Linked DNA regions of Aedes aegypti: region 2 is linked to region 1. Evidence: chromatin contacts called from public Hi-C data. All regions are on one chromosome and are shown on one strand. The core of a region is the stretch at or near the end of the contact, and the rest is flanking DNA. Distances in the headings are between cores, read along the strand shown. Region 1 has its middle 58 kb from the start of LOC5570091. Region 2 has its middle 110 kb from the start of LOC110676940.

What was found. Hi-C and Micro-C count contacts between places; a contact is called where the count stands out from the background.
Region 2: a contact with region 1 is called in a Hi-C map of whole pupa, with 6 times the contacts expected there. The contact joins two enhancer-like sites. A contact is called at or near these places in 2 of 2 Hi-C or Micro-C datasets (whole body and whole pupa).

Annotation. Positions count from the first base shown.
Region 1 is chr2:56,670,725-56,673,384 of AaegL5.0, reverse strand. No RefSeq gene overlaps it. Among protein-coding and RNA genes, the nearest start is that of LOC5570091, 58 kb to the right of the region's middle. Within about 2 kb of position 1,339, at least 3 of the 3 cell types and tissues checked have open chromatin away from gene starts, as enhancers often do.
Region 2 is chr2:56,831,351-56,834,010 of AaegL5.0, reverse strand. No RefSeq gene overlaps it. Among protein-coding and RNA genes, the nearest start is that of LOC110676940, 110 kb to the left of the region's middle. Within about 2 kb of position 1,345, at least 3 of the 3 cell types and tissues checked have open chromatin away from gene starts, as enhancers often do.

The sequences.
Region 1 (2,660 bases), core at 90-2,589:
TGAAGACAGTTTTTGTGTAGGGCTATCAGATTTTGAGATAAATAGTTTTGAATTTTTCGTCGAAAATTACACTTTAGATAAACCGTTATAATTTATAAACCCGTTATTGGAAAAATCACTCAAAAATATATGTTGAAATTCAAGTTATATCTGATGTTCTGTGAAAATTTCATTCAAATCGGACGATAAATAACTGAGATCTAGCTTACCAAAGTTGGTCATTTTGTATGGAAAATCGAAAAAGTTGCAAATGTTTTGTCCAATACTGTATATGCAAATACATGACGGTAGTTTTCATCGTTGTAAATTCTCAACTTATTTTTAATTCAAAACTGTGAAAATATTTACATTTTTTAGTAGTGTAAACTTAAGACTATCTTTAAGTATACTAAATTCATTTATTGCATAATAAACTTAAATGAATATATAAAATTTCCAACTAAAAAAGCTTGAATGTTACATTATCGTTTAAATTTAAAGTAAATTAGAGATTGGTTGTTGAAATTTCGACGCACAGGTCTACTATGAACTGCCTCATACACTATCCGTAAATAGGCATCACGCTTTTGCGTTCAAGTTGGCACGTGAACTCAACGCACACTCCACAAAAGGCTAAAAATAATGCTATGCTACCACGAGTCGCGCGCTTACGACACCAAATGCCAGCTTGGGAAAGTCACCGTATTCGTATCGCCGCTCCCCGTTCTGTCGTTCCCGCTTTGCGAGAATTATCGGCACGAGTCACATCAGCTAGATTTACCTCGCAAAGTTTATTCCAATCAGCGTCCCCCCCATTCGGAATCAATCTTCAAGCGAAACTGCACACAGAAGGAGAAAGTGATAACGAAACGAAAAGTAAACAAATCAACACAATCACTTCCCGCGCTAAAGCTAACGAAGACGACGACGACGATGCAGTTTACAGCGGTGCATTTATCTGTCTATCTTACCTTCACCTTGTCCACCCATCCGGCTCCCGAGCGAGAGACAGCTTATTGCACCTGAGAAAAACGTGACGAACGACGTCGTCGTCGCACATTTCCACCCTCCTCCCCTCACACACACATCAACCCGAAGAGAAAAGCTAAGAAACGAGCCGAACTTTTGTTTTGTTTTCCCATCCCCCCGAAGCGTGTTCATCGCGCAATGAACGTGGCACACGAAGATTTTCGCGAGATGTCGGATGAACATCGCCCGAATCGGATCGGACTTCACTCGTAGAAAGAGACGGCGAAAACGGGCACGAGCTTTCACAACGCGCGTCGACGATCGTCATCGTCGACGTCGCCGCCGGCGATGTGAACTTGAGCCGATTCATTTTCAAGTTCACCCGAAGTTGAGGTTTGACTGGGTGTGTGTGTGTGTGCGTCGTTCGTATGGATGGCGCGCGACGGACGGCCATCGATGCTGTTGCCGTTGTTATTTCTTCCTCGCGCGTCGCGCTGTTATCATCGTCGTCTCGGAACCGCAAACCGCCGTCCGTCGGATTGTTTTATGAGGGGGGCTAAAGAACGAGAAAATCACGCTACAAATCAAATTACAGCAGTGATTTATGTTTAATGCGAGCAGAAAACTTTCCACTCAACACATCTGCCAACATCGCGGGCGAATTTTGCGAGATTCTAATGGGTAAGCATAATGTATTTGCTTTTGGGCTAGTAATGTTAGTGATCACAGCGCAGAGAACGTCTCCTGCGTGCTGCGTATGGCAGGGGTGTTCAGATTAAGATTATGTATCTCTAAATCTCTAATAATTACCGTTTCTACTCATAGTCCGAACATATAAGGCTTACATTGTTGTAAATGCATCCGATAGGCATAAATCCGCTGATATGTTATGAATTTTTAATTTCTTTGGAATAGTTAACTGTAAACCAATGAGTGCCCTGATAAAAACCATTATTATTCGCCTTTTATTATAAGTTTTAGGCAAAAGTATTGAACAACATTTTGCTCAAAATACCGGACACTGTGCTTATTCTGTCTCATATTATGAATTCCTTTGATTGATTCAAATCAAATCCACCAGAAATAAATCATAGGTACCGTTTTGATTCATATTACGGACAGCTTCAAATTCCGGACACTCTAGTTTGTATGGGAAACATTTCACACGAAATGTTTCCATTTTCGCCGTCCAAAAGTTCTCATTTACGAGGCTCGTTTTATTAGGTTTTTTCCATAAATATCATTACAAATTTATAATGCTCAACTACCTTAGACGTCTCTTAAGTGGTTGAACGATTTCAATTGATGATTTGACTGTTCCATTAATGATTATCATGAGCTGTCCGTAATTCGAATCAAAGTGTCCGGAATATGAGGCAAAAGTGAGGGAGCGTCCGGAATAAGAATCATGAAAAGGCCACACGTTTTGATTTATTTAAAATTATTCAAGTTGCGGACGCGTATTCTTTACCCACCATCCGAAAGTTAAGGGCTCCGACGCTCGATAACGCTAAAAAATCATACAGAATGATTTATTTTGTATGGTCCAAGCTGGGTTATACTTCACTGAGGCCTTAAGTGTCCGTAATATGAATCAAAACGGTATTTTAAAAACTACACATATAAATTCATTTGAGCTAGTTTTACTGACATCGAACTAGGTAATCATTACAACTCCTGGGGTACAAAATAGGTTTCAAGACTCCAACATT
Region 2 (2,660 bases), core at 96-2,595, 160 kb before region 1:
TCTAAAAAGTATAATGTTTAATGAATTCTACATTGATAAACGTGGATATTGAATCATTTTTAGGATTAATTATTCCTAAAAACTTGAATATATACTTATTAGTTCCTTGAAACACCCATATTTTGGAAGAACTATGCGGGTTTAGCTTGTATTTTTCACAAAATTGATTTCATTTCACTTGAACAGTAATATACAACGTAGTAACAACTTCTAAAATGGTTTACACAGTTATTTGGTATAAATCAGGGGTGGCGGTCTTACCCCGTCAACAGTGGTCGGTTTTACCCCGATTGCGCAATTTTCACAACTATGGCCTTATTTCAAAGCTTAATATTTACAATTCATATTTCACTTCACCGAAGCATATTTCACATTTCTGTTAAAGCATACATGGGTTATTTGTTATGTTTTACCAAAAAAATCCCTTCCGAAATCCTTAAGTGAGCATCTGTTAAATTTAGATCAAATTCACAATCGACAAGCAGAAACTTTGTTTTTGACATTTGTTATTACAAATTTGATGTAAATATCGCACTAAATGCTCCGGAATGTCAAAAATCTTGTGTTCATGGAAAGTGCTTGGTGAACTTTTAAGAAAATTGCCATTTTTATGCCAAACTGAAGGTGGTCCGTCTTACCCCGGCGGGCGCTCTTACCCCGTCTTCCCCTATTGGTTTAATTGTCATCATTATGTGCACGAATTTCGTACAAAACAGAGACTTATTGTCCTTGTTAAATTTGTCTTTCTATCTGTTAAATATATCCTTGGCGGGTGCCAACTTGGCCAATCACACGCTACGGCACTGTCCCTTCCCCTTAAATTCGGTCATGCACGCAATCATAGGCTTCAATGATAGAAAGATATCATTGAGGGCCGACCATAATTTTGGTCATGATTATCCCAAAGTACTCCTGTGTAGAGGGAACGTGAAAGTTCAACAGCACTTTTCCAAAGGCGAACGATTGCCGCCACGCTGCTAGTGCTGAGAACGACGAATGCAATTTCCACAATTTTCTTCATTCCTTTCCGCTTGGATCGAACGAACGAACGCCCGAACGAAGGGAGACCCCATTGAAGGTCTGTCACCCATCGGGAGCTTTACCACCCGCGAAAGCCATAACCAAGAAGTGTGGTTTGGTGGGTGGTGGTGCGACGCTACAAGCGCACGCGAACCTTCGGCTGCGCTCTGTTCTGTGTTCATCCGAGGAGGTTGACGGTTCATTCCGACGACGATGAACTCGCCTAGCCGCGCGAAGCGACGGCGGCCGATCGGCTCGTGGCGCGTCAGTCAATCAGTGGCTTTTGATTCGCGTTGACGTGTGTGCGCCTAGGCCCAGCACCTAAAGCTCCTTTGTGTTTTCGTTGCGTTTGTTTCCGTTCGGACGTCGCTTCCGAAGATCAATTCGGTGTCGCGTATATTGTTCTTCAGTTCGCGTTTCGCGGGATTGCCTTTGCGTTCTTCTAAGCGTGATTGTGTGCGCGCGCGCGTTTTCGATTTCGCGGGGAGTGTCGTGCTCCCTTCTTCTGTGGCGGATTTAATTAGCGTGAATTTTGTGTGTTTCTTTGGATTTGGGTTTTTGTGCTTATTTTTCGCGGGTTTCGATTTCGAAATCGAGCGTGCGTGTTTCGATTGGTGATTTTCGTGTACGTTCTAAACGCTAAACAGAGTTGCTACAAATATTTTGGAGTAAACGAAGTGATCAATAGGCACCTGTGTAAAAATGGGTCACCGAAGCAGCAGAGGGGGTTAAAGTCGAGGGATATCCCACTCGCAACACTTTGGATTTGGATCCCAACATCGAAGATTGAAAGTGAAAATTTTCCGGATTTTTCCCCAACAACTCAAGACAGAGATAAGCAGCAGAAACAGCAAAGCGCATACAAAATTGCGCACCGATTGGTTTAGAAAGTGATTTTTAGAGCACACTCTTTGAAGGCTCCTCCGCGCACTCTGAAGCAACATACCGAAGAGAAGTGCCTGTGTAAAAGCGAAAAATAAAAAACGGAGAGTAATAACAAACATCACTGCTACCCAAAGCATAAAACCGTGTCTGTTGCGTACCAACAAATGTGAACCGAAGAAGGAAAAGTGATTGAAAATCTGAATCTGCAAGCAGATAGTAACATACACACCTATTTTTTCTAACGAAGTTTTTATTGATCAACACCCCAACAATAACACCAAGAGGATTGTTACCGCCGTTATACATCGAACACGTGGGATCTGGAGAAATGGAAGCAGCTTTGGTGAATTAAGCGCGCTGTATAATAAATTGTGGAAAATAACAAATTCAAATTGGAGAAAAACCCCTCCAAGAGTGATACCCGGAGAGTGATACCTGTTTTTGAAAACATATTTACATACATTACCGAGGCGCGAAATTTCGTGACTTGAAGAAGAAAATTGAAAGTGTTGGATTCACACGCACGCGACTCACATACCTACAAACACAGACGTGTTGTTGCGCCAAATTTGTGATCGATTGAAGAAACCGTCAGAAGAGCGAGGAAAAAGGTGGTGAAGAGGAAAATTACCAGCCCCGAGTAATTAGCGAGTGAAAGAAATTCGAATAGCAAAAAAAAAAAAAATCCAATTCAGTGAAAAGTGACAAACAACTGCGAGAGAATCTGTGACAGAAAAAAAGAAATCTTGTGTGCG